2 separate regions of the Triticum aestivum genome follow, and region 1 is linked to region 2. The links are chromatin contacts, called in public Hi-C maps. All regions are on one chromosome and are shown on one strand. Each heading gives the region's core, a stretch centred on a gene start, on an enhancer-like site or on the middle of the called end of the contact. The rest is flanking DNA. Distances are from core to core; before and after follow the strand shown. Region 1 holds the start of LOC123158100 (pyrophosphate-energized vacuolar membrane proton pump). Region 2 has its middle 67 kb from the start of LOC123157937.

Region 1 (7,311 bases), core at 1,916-4,415, 390 kb after region 2:
AGAGACACCCAGTCTGAGACACCGTCACAAATGATAAAATTAATTTAAATCAAAATTTAATTAAATATACCGGTTTTCATGGAAGCATAAGGCCTTGTTTGTTGGAAGAGTTTTGGGGAGGTTTAGAGGGGAATATCTCCACAGGGCCCATAATACCCAAAAGTCCCCGTCAGCCCATTTGGTATGGCAGGGATTGAACATACCAGCCCCCCTCCCGACCAACCCCTCCCAAGTCCAAAACCACATGGTGCAAAAGACTCCAGGAGCCGCTTGTGGAATGGGATGAACAAGGGCACTCACTGTGCTGCTGTTGTCGTAGGAGGTTTAACCAAACAAACGAATTTATCAGGTGGTGGGAGATTAGTGCATAATTTGGAGAAACAGACGAAGGGGAGGGGATCACCAAATTCCCTCTAATCCCTACCCCCTTGGAGCTGCAAAACCTCGCCACCAAACAATGCCTAAAGAAGAAAGGAAAATAAAAATATAGATGAGAAGATGAATAATTAAATAAAATAATATCAGAAAAGGGGATAACAAATAAATAGCCATGCAACCCGTAATTGGCCGTACCAAAAAGGGGTGCTAGCGAAGCATCCTTATTCCACACAATGAGCATAGAAAACATTTAAGGATGCACGCTTAACATGTTGTAGCGTGATTCAAAATAGACATGGAATTCAAGAGGCCTCTAACCCAACAACCAATTATGGAGGCGTCTATATTCAGGGAGAGGCGCAGGCTTTAGCCATTTTCCAAAACTCCCCGAAACCTTACCATCCCCTCCCCTGTGCCCAAATTCACCCGTCCAAATCTAGACGTTCGGGCTCACGACGCTCCTCCTCTAATAGGTTTATTTGAAAAACCACAAGGAGAAAAATGTAATATAACTACAATTGTACATCCTTGCTATATTGACTCTGTTTATACTACGAGTATATGTCTCTCGTAACAATTTCTATAATCAAGTACTCCTCTAGCCCATTTCAACCTTTTGTTTTCATTTTAACAAAAGCACCCTGCTAGGAAGTAATGGATAACAGTTGGCAAAGTAGTTTAACGAGCCTAACCAAAAGCACGACCACTCCCAATTTTAAAAAAAAAAACAAAAGCACCATTATCATCAGGCATCTTAACGAGCCTAGGCTCACCAATTGCCAATAAAAACTTTTACCGGTACAATCAATGTAGTGACTAGGTGTTGTGCTGTCAAGTGCTGGTAATTGAGATAGAACCAGCTCGTCAGCAGCACCTAGATAGAGTAGATAGATAGATGGATGCCTCGGTCGACCGGATAACCATTGACGCCGCCCGCAAGTAGTCGGGGCGTGCCATCCGTGGGAAATAGAAATGCATTGTTAAGTAAGTTAACCATACACAATTTGTAGGCTGCTCGAGGTTAATGCCATGTTAACCATACACAATGTTGTTCCATTTTTATAAATAAATACTAAGAGTAAAAGTAATTTAAATATCAAAATTTAAATAAAGACACCAATTTTCATGGAAGCATAAGGCCTTGTTCGTTGGAAGAGGTTTAGATGGGAATATCCCCATAGGGCCCAGATACCAAGGAATCACCGCCGGCCCCATGCCAACCCCTCCCCCTCCCCCTCCCCACCAACACCTACGAAGACCCAACCGACGTGTTGTAGAAAACTCTGGAAGCCACTCGCGGAACGGGATGAGACAAGGGGGCTCGTGATGCTACTACTGTCGTATGTGGTTTAACCAAACAAATGGATTTATGAGGAAGAAAGGGGGAGGGGGGAGGGTATTAGTTGGGAGTTGAGGAAATTGGGTGGAGGGGAGGGATTACCAAACCCCCTCCAAACGAGGCATAAAGAAGAAACAAAAATAAAAAATGTAGAGAAGAAGATAAAAAACTTAAATAAAATAATAACATAAAAAGGTTAAAAAAAGGACAAGCAACCCGTAATTGGCCGTACCAAAAAGGGGTGCTAGCTAAGCATCCTTATTTCACACAATGAGCATGGAAAACCTTTAAACTCACACACTTTACATGTTGAAGCTCAATTGAAAAATAGGCATGGAATTCTACTGGGCCTCTAACACAAAAGCCAATTATGGAGACGTCTATATACAGGGAGAGATGGAGGCTTTAGCCATTTTTGGAATCTCTCGAAGCCTTACCTGCACCTCCCCCCTGCCGAAATTTACCCGTCCAAATCTGGAAGTCCGGGCCTACAACGCTCCTCCCCTAATAGGTCATTTGAAAATTTACAAGGAGAAAAAAAAACAATTTAACGACGGTTGTACATCCACGTGTTGTATCAACTCTGTTTCTGCTACGAGTATACGCCTCCGGGTGACAATTTCTATGATCAAGTACTCCTCTAGCCCATTTCAACTTTCTTATCTCTCCATTTCAACAAAAGCACTACTCCGCTAGCAACAAGTAATGGATCAGTTGGTAAAGTAGTTTACCGAGCCTAACCAAAAGCACCATCATCATCGGCATCTTAACCATCTCATCAATGGCAATAAAAACCTTTTACCAGTACCATCAACCCAGTGACAAGGCGTCGTGCTGTAACTGAGATAGAACGACCAGCTCGTCACCAGCACCTGGATAGAGTCGAGTAGATAGATACTCCCTCCGTTCCAAATTACTTGTCTCAAAAGTGGATAAAAATGGATGTATCTACAACTAAAATACGTCTAGATACATCCATTTTTGTGACAAGTAATTCCGAACGGAGGGAGTAGATAGATGCCCCCCGGTCGACCGGATAACCATCGCCGCCGCCCGCGAGTAGCCGTGGCGTGCCATCCGTGGTTACCAGAAATGCATTGTTAAGCCAGGTTAACCATGCGAATTTGTTCACTTAGAAGTGCTAATCCGTTCGTGTTGGCCGTGGTTTCGCCCCGTGCCGTCACTGTGATGGCAGATTCTACCGATACCGAGGCAGGCGCAAAAGAAAAAAAAAGAGAGAAGAGAATCGAATCCCCTCGCAAATACCACCGGATAAAAAGATACCCTATCCCCGGGGCCCACCTGCCATTGGGTCCAGGATGGCCGCAGAAAACTTACAACGGGACAGAGGGACTCTCTTACGAGCAGCCCCCTCCGTTCCTTACTGACCACGTACGGGTCCCATTTCCCTCTCCTCGCCACGGGCCGCGGCCGCTATATAAAGCGGCAGGCCTCCCGAGCTCGGAGGCACGCAGAGAGCGAGAGACCCGTCCCCCCCTCACCCCCGCCGCCTCGTCCGTACCGTCCGTTCGGTCCGTTAGGGTTTCGTCAGCCATGGCGATCCTCGGGGAGCTCGGGACCGAGATCCTCATCCCCGTCTGCGGGGTCGTCGGCATCGTCTTCGCCGTCGCGCAGTGGTTCATCGTCTCCAAGGTCAAGGTCACCCCCGGCGCCGCCTCCGCCGCCGCCGGTAGCAAGAACGGCTACGGCGACTACCTCATCGAGGAGGAGGAGGGCCTCAACGACCACAACGTCGTCGTCAAGTGCGCCGAGATCCAGACCGCCATCTCAGAAGGTGAGCTCAGGCCCCCCGCCGACGGTGGTCCCCCCCCACCCCTCCCCCTCCCTCCCACTCTCTCCCCAGATCTGGGGCGGGCGTTGCTCGGCGCGCGCAGATCCGCCCGTTTCGCGGCCGTTTCTCCGGAGGAAGCGGCCGCGCTTCGAGCGCGGATAATGTTTGAAACTGCCGGGTAGTATATTGCCTACAGAAAGGTAGAATCTTGCTAGACTGCCACCCCTTTTCAGGGCCAAATGGCTCGGATTGTGGCCGTCCGTTGGCTCGTTTCGTCGATTCTAGCGCTGATCTGCGCGGTGAAATTTCGAATTTCAGCTCAGCCGTGCTCCTAGAGTGTTTTTTCCTCTTTAGGGAAGGATAAAACCATGAGAAAGCTCAACTGTTGCGATGCTAAAAGCTCTTCCTTACTTCCTTTTATGCAAAAGGAAACCGAATCCGGGCGCCGGAGCTTTTGATTCGCCCGTGGGCGCTGCAGAACAGTGTCGTTTCCCCCCAAACCATGCCGCGCCCCTAAGATATTTGTCACTCCTGACTTAGTTCCAAATCTGTAGGATTTCAAAGTGGGCTCTTTTGTCACCTTTGCTTGTTAGATCTTTGTTTATGCGGCTCCATGTGGGGCTTGCTAGGCTAGCAAATCACCATTTTCCATTTTTTGAATCTGAATGAAATGAATGAAAATTGACATCAGATGCTTGTGTTTGGTGCTAGATTAAGGCTTCAATAAACAGTTCTTTTAATGCCTTGAGCGGTGCCCGTGCCCTGCGTCGGTGCTGTAGTAAAAGATGCAGCTTTCAGTGGGCAACTGCACATCTCTACCGTCGCTGTCTTATTTTAATTAGAGTATCATACTCTTGGTAGTGGAAGGTGCGTGATGGATCTGCCAAACGCAGCAAGCTAGACACGTTGTGAGCTGCCTTGACTTAGCTCACTCCACTGCCCTGGGTAGGCAGATCCAGACCTGAAACGTCAGGCTCATGGATAAGGATCCCGGCCATCTGTCACTGACGTGTCAGTTTGTCCCTAGCCTTGTGAGATTGCCATCTCCATCCTCATCCGATGCGTGTCCTGTTTCTTGGGGTTCGGTGATTGGTGTCACCAATTTGTTTCTTCTTTGATTGGGACGTGTACAGTGGAAGATCTACTCTTGGAATTGTCTGCTCGATAGGATTGGGTGCGTGGCTTGCTGCTCTCCCCTAGATGTAAAACGGCAGTGGGTGGTAGATACTCCCTCCGTAAACTAATATAAGAGCGTTTAGATTACTAAGTTAGTGATCTAAATGCTCTTATATTAGTTTACAGAGGGAGTAGTTGTTTGTCAATGTGTCAGTCTCTAGGTAGATCCTATTTCGTTACTTACTAATTTCAGGAAGATACAATTGAACTAATTTCAGGAAGATACAATTGAACTGAGGTTATCTAATGTAATAATATGTGCACTGTTAGCTGTAATGAAAAGCTGACTTTATTTAATGTAACTATTTAGTTTGATCATATGATTTATGTGTAACAATTAACTTTTATTGTGAACAGGAGCAACATCGTTTCTTTTCACCATGTACCAGTATGTTGGTATGTTCATGGTCGTCTTTGCTGCGATAATCTTCCTCTTCCTTGGGTCGATTGAGGGATTCAGCACCAAGGGCCAGCCCTGCACCTACAGCACGGGCACCTGCAAGCCAGCTCTCTACACCGCCCTCTTCAGCACTGCATCTTTCTTGCTTGGAGCCATCACATCTTTGGTGTCTGGTTTCCTTGGAATGAAGATCGCCACATATGCCAATGCCAGGACGACCCTGGAAGCAAGGAAGGGTGTTGGGAAGGCATTCATCACCGCTTTCCGCTCTGGTGCAGTCATGGGCTTCTTGTTGTCATCAAGTGGGCTTGTGGTTCTTTACATCACCATCAACGTGTTTAAGATGTACTACGGTGATGACTGGGAAGGTCTTTTTGAGTCCATCACTGGTTATGGTCTTGGTGGGTCTTCCATGGCTCTGTTCGGAAGAGTTGGTGGAGGTATCTACACCAAGGCTGCTGACGTGGGTGCTGATCTTGTTGGCAAAGTTGAGAGGAACATTCCTGAGGATGACCCAAGGAACCCAGCTGTGAGTTCTCTTCTCTCTTCTCAGCTTTTGGCTAATCGTTTTAGGCAAATTAGGAGACTTTCCTTACAATTGTACTGTGACTGTTATGCTTCATGGCATATCCTGTGCTGAACTTGGAACTCTTGTTTGCAGGTGATTGCTGACAACGTTGGTGACAATGTTGGTGATATTGCTGGAATGGGATCAGATCTCTTTGGTTCATACGCAGAATCTTCCTGCGCTGCTCTTGTTGTTGCTTCTATCTCATCTTTTGGAATCAACCATGATTTCACTGCGATGTGCTATCCACTGCTCGTGAGCTCTGTCGGCATCATTGTTTGCTTGCTCACCACACTCTTTGCAACTGATTTCTTTGAGATCAAGGCTGCAAGCGAAATTGAACCTGCTCTGAAGAAGCAGCTCATCATCTCCACTGCTTTGATGACTATCGGTGTTGCGGTAATCAGCTGGTTGGCTCTCCCAGCCAAGTTCACCATCTTCAACTTCGGTGCTCAGAAGGATGTGTCCAACTGGTAATTTATTTGTCAATATTTGTTATTCAATTCTGCAATGCTGTACTCCCTTCTGAATATGCTCTCTTGGTTTCACAGGGGCCTGTTCTTCTGTGTGGCAGTTGGTCTGTGGGCTGGTCTGATTATTGGGTTTGTGACCGAGTACTACACTAGCAATGCCTACAGGTAAGGAACCCATTAGTTTCTAGTTATATTATTGTTCATATTTTGTGTTACGGTGTCTTATCCCCCAATTATTTCCTTGTGGCAGCCCTGTGCAAGATGTTGCCGATTCCTGCAGAACTGGTGCTGCCACCAACGTCATCTTCGGTCTTGCCCTGGGTTACAAGTCAGTCATCATCCCAATTTTCGCTATTGCTGTCAGCATCTACGTCAGCTTCTCTATTGCTGCAATGTACGGCATTGCAATGGCTGCTCTTGGCATGCTTAGCACAATGGCAACTGGTCTTGCTATCGATGCTTATGGTCCCATTAGTGACAATGCTGGTGGAATTGCTGAGATGGCTGGCATGAGCCACAGAATCCGTGAGAGGACTGATGCTCTTGATGCTGCTGGCAACACAACCGCTGCTATTGGAAAGGTAAATTTTCCTGCTCTACATTTGTTGGGTAACTCCTTTCTGACTTGACTACTGTTGTTCTTTGCCATATTGAGAAGTTAAAAGTATTTGATAAGATGATCAATTTGATTATTGTGGAATTAGGCAGTGGGGGATGGGTTTGTAGTGAAAGCCACTTTATTGGTTATGTAACTCCCACTTTGCATATAATCTTGCAGGGTTTTGCCATTGGATCAGCTGCTCTTGTGTCCCTGGCACTTTTTGGTGCTTTTGTCAGCAGAGCTGGTGTGAAGGTCGTCGATGTCCTATCTCCCAAGGTGTTCATTGGTCTGATTGTCGGAGCCATGCTTCCGTACTGGTTCTCTGCCATGACCATGAAGAGTGTTGGAAGTGCCGCTCTCAAGATGGTTGAGGAGGTCCGCAGGCAGTTCAACACCATCCCTGGACTGATGGAGGGAACTGCCAAGCCCGACTATGCCACCTGTGTAAAGATCTCCACTGATGCTTCCATCAAGGAGATGATCCCTCCGGGTGCTTTGGTCATGCTCACCCCCCTCATTGTTGGAACCCTCTTCGGCGTGGAAACCCTGTCTGGTGTTCTTGCTGGTGCCCTTGTTTCTGGAGT
Region 2 (7,412 bases), core at 1,378-3,877:
ATTGAAAGTTTATTAAAGGTGAGACAATTATATGCAACACATTGGGGAGTAAAATGGTCTCGTCTTTGGATTGCGGTTCAACGGTTCTCGAACATTTGGCTACCTCTAGGAGAAAACCCCGATGTAGATAGGCCATTTTTATTTAAGTGGTGAAACTAGCAAAATACAAAAAAAAGTAGAGCAACTAATACACTCAACTATTTGCATATTTTACAAACGAGAATCAACACGTGATAAAATCCCATGTTTGATGCTATGTAGTACACCCTCTGTTCCTAAATGTAAGACGTTTGAACTGCCAAAACGTCTTACATTTAGGAACAAAGGTAGTATATCTCAATGATGGGAATTATTGTTTCAATGTGAGGTATGTTCTCGGTTGATAGCTAGACGTTAGCGGTGACTTCATCAATCTTAAAAGCTCAATGTAAATACACTATTCATTAAATTCCGCATGAGCGCGTGCGTGTGATGTGAGGTGTGTGCATTGGTTCGTCTATATTTGCCACTAATTTAATGAATAGAGTATTTACATTGAGCTTTAAGATTGATGAACCAGGTAACTGCGTTAGGAATTCTTTTTTGCCAGAGGTGTGCTTTGCTCTGGTCCTTGGGCCGCAAACGACAACCCAGCCCAAACATCCTGCAGCTCCATCTGCGTGTGTGTACTGCACGCAAAATCCTATTTGCCGCATTATGTGGCACAGAGGCGAGCGACCAGCGAATGAGATGGGCCAACCCTTAACGAACATGCTACAGTAACCTGTTTTGGGCGAACCAACCTGTGGTTGGTTGGTTAGAGGGACTGTGGTATTTCCAGCCCACCAGGGTTCAAGTCCGGATACTCACATTTATTCCTAGATTTATTTCAGAATTTCCGGCGATGCGCATTCAGTGGGAGGAGACGTTCCCGTCGATGACGAGGTGCCTATGGTGACTTCGTAAATTTTAAGATGATATGCCGGCGTAGTCTTTCGAAGGTGCTCATAGGGGTAGAATGTGTGTGTGCGCGCGATCATAGGGGTGAGTGTATGTGCGTGTATATGAGCATCCGTGTCTATACTGTGTTAAAAAATAAACCTGTTTTGGGACCTTCTAGGAGGTTCCCAGCCTGTTTCCCCGGTTTGGGAATCTTCTAGAATGTTCCTGAACTAGTTTTTTTTTCTATTCTTTCTTTTCTTTCTTTTTTCTTTTGTCCTCATTATTTATTGATTTGTTTCCCTTTTTCCCTTTTCTTTCTTTTTATTTTTTTCTTTGTTTCCTTTTGTGTTCTTTATTTTCCAAAAAACTTAAGAATTTCAAAAAGTGTTCACTTCTTTTACGAAAATGTTCTTAAAAAATAGAATTTCAACTTTAAAAATGTTCCCTTTTTTTATTATTGTTCACCCCGGTTTGGGAATCTTCTAGAATGTTCCTGAACTAATTTTTTTTCTATTCTTTCATTTTTCTTTTGTCCTCATTATTTATTTATTTATTTCCCTTTTTCCCTTTTCTTTCCTTTTATTTCTTTCTTTGTTTCTTTTTGTGTTCTTTATTTTCCAAAAAATTTAAGAATTTCAAAAAGTGTTCGCTTCTTTTACGAAAATGTTCTAAAATAAAAAAAATAGAATTCAACTTTAAAAATGTTCCCTTTTTTATTATTGTTCACAAATTTAAAAAGTATTCGATAATTTCGAAAAGTAATCCTAGTTTCCATTTTTTTATAAATTCAAAAAATTTAAATATTTTCAAAATTTGTTCCCAAATACATAAAATGTTTGGAGAATATGAAAAATATTCACATTTTTATGTTTCTTTCACAAATTCAGTTTTTTTGTTGTTAATTTAAAAAATATTCCTGCTTTCCAAATTTTTGCACAAATTAAAACACTGTTCAAGTTTTTTAAAGTTTTTCTTAAATTCAAAAAAATTGGGGAATTTCTAAAAATGTTCGCATTTTGAAAAAAAATATAATTTTAAAAAATGATCAAGTTGTCAATTGTCGTTCATTTTTGCAAAAAGTGTTTTGCGTCATGAAAAATTGTTCGTAATTTCAAGAAAGGTCTTGTTTTTAATTTTGTCCCTTTTTCTGAAAAATTGTTTGCGCATTCACAAGATGTTCAATTTTTAAAATATTTGTTCAGAAATTTAAAAACCTGCACGTTTCAAGAAATATTTACTGTTTAAAAAAAAACTCGTTCGAAATTTTGGACAACTTTAAAATCTATTGCGGCTTATAGTTCATATAAACCGGGCTGACATTGTAGACATCAAATCTGAGCAATTTCAGTGGTTGGCGGCGTTGTTCACCTGCAAGGTGTCCTCGGTTCGAGGCCTCACACGGACCTTTTTGTTTTTGAGAGATTTTTGCGAATTGGTGTTTATGTTTTACCGTCGTCGTTCGTTTCTTTAGGCATCACGCTGCAAATCTAGCACTGCAGTTTGTGTGTCGCAGCGGCTCGCGGCAGCGCCAACTATTGGAAATCCGTCATTCTGTAAGACAGATGCGGTGTGTGAACAAGAAAAATAGTGTACCATAATCAGCGCGCGGATCAGTAGGAAGTCGTGGGTTCCTAGAATGGGCCAGGCCCAGGTTAGCCGGGCCTGTGCGAAACGCGGACTCTTTGCCGCAACGAGCGGCCCGGTCCCTGCGGGCACGGCGCGAGCCGCGACGGCATATGCCCGCGGCCCCGTTTGGCGTCGCTGGCGTGGCATATGCCCCGAGATATTCCCACCCTTCTCCCTTCATTCCTTTTTCTTTTCTGTGCGAATTCCCAACCCTTCCTTCTAGTACTTCCGGCAAGTGAAGCAAGCAAAGTATGAGCGGCGACACTCCCACTCCCGATCCAGGCATGCACATGTGCTCCGCCATATCAGTGTCTGGCCGAAACGACCGCCTTTTTCTATGCCAACTCCGGCCGGCTGGACGCGAGCCGATCCAGATTCGCATTCCAGCCAAGCTCCTGCCATGCATCTCGCGGCAAGTTCCAACGTGCGGCGCCACCGGAGATGGCTGGATCTGTGCCTTCCGCTGGTCTTTCTTGCGCGTGGCAATACCGCCGTGGATCTGCCTCTGCCTGCCTGGCTGGCTGGCCGTGCAGGTGCAGTGCAGGAGCGGGATCTGGGGAGCGATTCGTGGGAGGGCAGGTGAGACCTCCACCAGAACGGCAAGCAGGGATCGTAATATGCTCATAGATCGGGACGTTTTGCATATGCCGATGGCGTCACGTGGCGGTGGCGCCGTGGGAAATGCGTGCCGGCTTGATCTGCCCGATCAAGTTGGTGCAGGTACTGCTGCTGCTGCTGCTGCCGGAATCGGGATTTAAAAAGTCCGGTCGTCTTTCTGGAATGGAAAAGAGAAAAGAAAGGAGGCCTGCTTCTAGTTGTTGGTGGTGTTGAGTTGGTCGTTTTATTTTTAAGCGAGGTTTGCTGTTGCGGTGTTGGTGACTGATCTGATCTGATCACAGCTCAGTCGGTAGGTCACAACAAGCGATGGGAGGGATGGGATGGGATATCCATGCGACCGCGACGTCTACGGTGGTTCGGAGTTGCTCGGAAATCTCTCTCTCTTTCTCTTCTCACTCATCACTACTCGCTACTAGAGTGGTAGTAGTGTACAAACTGAGGCTCCGTCTCTAGAACGTGTGCGCGCAGGCAGGTTGGCAGGCAGGCGCAGTAGTTTCTTGCCGCTTTCAGGCCAACCGTTTTACGTTAGGTAAACAACGGTGGAGAGAGACGAACGGGCAATGCCCGTCGGTATTCTACGGGCGCATGATATGACAATCGTACGATCGCCGTCGATGACACCCAGATCCAATCCATCCGTCTCATATTCTCTCATATTCTCATCTTGGTGACGACCGGATCCGGATGCACAGACCAGCTTCACCTCCTGCTCCTTCTTGAACGAATGCACGATTCCGATGCGCGGGTAGCGTACGAAACAAGGGTGCTGGCATCATTCGGCCGTTCCGGCCGGACGTGGACAGCTCCCGGCGGCAGGTGGGAGATCAGAGGCGCGCATGGCGGCACGGACGGCCGAATGATTGCGCTGCCGTGTGCGCGCTGCCGCCGCTGCTTTATTTCTTCTCCGGCCTACGTACGTACGCACGCACGTCGGTAGAGTTGTACATGCAACTTTTTTTTTTTGAACTGTGGTGCGTACGTGCAACTTTTGCAAGTTGGCGCTTCCCGACGATGCATGGATGGACGTACGCTTGGCGGTTGCGGCGGGCCAGCCGTGACCACGTTACCCTCTCGCCTCAGCGGCGGTCGACCGTGATCGGCCTGGCGCCCATGCCCGCGTTTGGAAGTGTCGGGGGCAGGGCAGGGCACGGCGGGGAGCGTGCCGCCGCCCGCCCGGCCCCGGATGTGGCTCTCCACTCCATCGGTTGCAGTTTTCTACGGAGCCGGAGAACCGACGGCTGCGCGTCCACATCAGGCCTGTCCCGTGGAAGCTCGGAATGCCATCATGGTGTGCACCGTCCCCTTTCGCCAGCATTTGCAACGTTCCCTCCTCCGGCATGTGCTCCGGGCTCTTTTTCGAGGTTCCTCGAATGTACGATGATATCTCTCGGCTTCGCCCAAAACTATCGAGCCACTAGATCCATTGTGCTCGGATCCATCATGATGAACTGATTTTTAGTGTTCGTGCGGTTATCTCTCACCTGATTCACCTTAATTTGGAGCCTACGTGGCTCCATCTCGGTCTTAAGTTGAAGCCTCTTCTCCTCAATGTCTGATGCAGTTTGCTCTCTTGCATAGCCTTCCATAATGCCTTCTTGTCTTCGTTCTTCTTCTCCTTCATCTCTAGCTTTTCTTGCTTCCTCTTCTCATTGCACACATTTCATCCTTTCATCAACTCATCAATATTTTTTTTCATCGCCTCCACCTCTCCTGCTCTCTTGAGCTTCTCATTTTCTCTCTTCCTCCCGTCAGGCCGACCCATGCTAGTTGTTGGAATGGTACTTCTAGGCACACCTCGGTCAGGAAAAGCCGAGGACCATGGCACTAGTAGAAAAAGGACCTTATGTGAGACACATTAGTCCCGATTCGATTTTAGCCCGGTACTAATGGTATCATTAGTACCGGTTCGAACGGCTATGCATTAGTGCCGGTTTGTGTTGAACCTTTAATACCGGTTCGTGCCACGAACCGGTACTAAAGGGGTGGTGGCAGGCTGGCGTCAGGCCGGGGCCCACGAGCCCCTTTAGTCCCGGTTTGTGGCACAAACCGGTACTAAAGGGCCAACCTTTAGTGCCGGTTCGTGCCACGAACCGGCACTAAAGGGGTCTAACCTATAGTCCCGGTTGGAGACACAAACCGGAACAATAGGGCAATTTTCAAACTTGAAAAAATCATAACTAAATCATCCTAATTCAGAAAAATACATATAATATATCAAAATTTGTAGAACAAAGAGATTGATCCGCTGAAACAACAAGTTTTCCGTTTCGACAATTTTTTAAAATCTCAAAATTCCAAAGGAAAAATAGAGTTTTGGGGCGTTTTAGACGTTTTTTAGACGTTTTTAGCGTTTAGTGCTAGGGTTTAGATTTCAGAGTTTAGGGTTAGGTTTTATGGTTTAAACCCTTAGTTTTTACCATTTAGCATAGAGTTTCCGACGTTTTAAGTCCCGGGTTTAGGGTTTAGGATAATTTTTGAAATGACAAAATTGTAAAAGGAAAAAAAGATATGCTCTAATTTATGTTTTTTTGAATTTTGGTTAAATCTTGTCAAACCGGTCAAACAACTGATTCAAGAAATATATAGTGTTACTAAATAATTAAGCAATAATATTAGTGTTACTAAATAAGTATCTCAGTTTTTTTGAATTTTGGTCAAATCTGGTCAAACTATGGTCAAACTACTTATTCAAGAAATATTAGTGTTACTACATAATTATTGTTTTTTAGAATAATAGTTTCAAACTCAAACAGTGAAACGTGTGAATTCATGCTCAAGCTAAACTCCTAAGGGTTAATAGGATTCACATCTTACTATTGTCAGGAAAACAACAAGTGCAGACTTGGGAATAAGGAAAACAACAAGTGCAGACTTGGGATGGGTGACCGGACGGGAAGTTAGACGATTTAGAATGAGTGATCCACACACGAGCAGTTAAGATGGGCGATTAGAGACTAAATCATCAAATAATTCAGAAAATCGAAAATCGAAAAAAAAAATCAATTTTTTCCCAAAATTTTCAAAAAATAATTTAAAAAAATACCTTTAGTACCGGTTGGTGACACCAACCGGTACTAAAGGCCCCCCATACCACGGCGCGAGCTCACGCCACGTGATGGGCCTTTAGTGGTGGTTCGTGTCGAACCGGTACTAAAGGGGGGAGGCCTTTAGTCTCCACTCTTTAGTGCCGGTTTGCAGAACCGGCACTAAAGGCCCTTATGAACCAGTATTAAAGCTCCGTTTTCTACTAGTGTGGCGGCCTTAATGACACTCATGACCCGCTTATGTGCGGGCGAAGACAGCTGGTTGGCTCATAGAAGCAACAACTCAGGCGACCCCGGCACCTCTGAAGTGCGGGACGGCAATGGTAAGCCTCACCACAATAAAAACAAACGTCGGAACAACAACACCAATGACGCAGACGATATGACAGTTAATGCAGGATTCAGCGGTCCCAAATCTGGTCAATAGAAAAACCCTTCAAAGGCAACAAAGAAGGGCCATCCAACTTAGATAAAATCCTTGAGAGGCCCTGTTAGATTCATGGCACACCGGATAAGCCCGCAAATGATACTACCATAAACTGTTGGGTTTTCAAACAGGCCGGTAAGCAAAATACCGGACACAAGGGAAAAGGGCCTCCAAGCGAAGACGATGACGAGCCCCGTCAGCCGAATACCGAGGGTCAGAAGCAGTTTTCCCCCGAAGTGAAGACAGTAAACATGATATATGTCACTCATATCCCCAAAAGGGAGCGCAAACGCGCATTATGGGACGTCTATGCCATAGAGCCAGTCACTCCCAAGTTTAACCCATGGTCAGCCTGTCTGATCATCTTTGTTCATAGGGACCACCCAACTAGTATCCATCACGGGGGTTCGGCCGCCCTGGTTGTTGACCCAATCATCGACGGATACCACCTCACTAGAGTCCTCATGGACGGAGGAAGCAGTCTCAACTTGCTCTATCAAGATACTGTTCGTAAGATGGGGATCAGCCCATCACGAATCAAGCCTAGTAACACTACCTTTAAAGGTGTGATACCAGGAGTGGAGGCCCGTTGTACGGGCTCAATCAAAATGGAGGTAGTATTCGGCTCCCCAAATAACTTTCGTAGCGAAGAATTAATCTTCGATATCGTCCCTTTCCGCAGTGGTTACCACGCGCTGCTCGGACGAACTGCCTTCGCCCGCTTCAACGCAGTCCCGCATTATGCTTACTTGAAGCTCAAAATGCCTGGACCTCGT

The links. Hi-C and Micro-C count contacts between places; a contact is called where the count stands out from the background.
Region 1: a contact with region 2 is called in a Hi-C map of leaf, with 2.9 times the contacts expected there. The contact joins the promoter of LOC123158100 here to the enhancer-like site in region 2. A contact is called at or near these places in 3 of 5 Hi-C or Micro-C datasets (leaf and an unstated tissue) and 1 of 1 datasets of contacts at active chromatin or transcription factors (leaf).

What each region holds. Positions count from the first base shown.
Region 1 is chr7B:44,496,655-44,503,965 of IWGSC CS RefSeq v2.1, forward strand. LOC123158100 (pyrophosphate-energized vacuolar membrane proton pump) reads left to right here and starts at 3,166. Exons shown (of 8, transcript XM_044576225.1): 1 at 3,166-3,512; 2 at 5,043-5,614; 3 at 5,747-6,126; 4 at 6,205-6,291; 5 at 6,377-6,707; 6 at 6,905-7,311. The coding sequence starts at 3,272.
Region 2 is chr7B:44,105,989-44,113,400 of IWGSC CS RefSeq v2.1, forward strand. No RefSeq gene overlaps it. Among protein-coding and RNA genes, the nearest start is that of LOC123157937, 67 kb to the left of the region's middle. Within about 2 kb of position 2,628, at least 8 of the 8 cell types and tissues checked have an H3K27ac peak or open chromatin away from gene starts, as enhancers often do. A contact at or near this core is called in leaf, where this site is marked.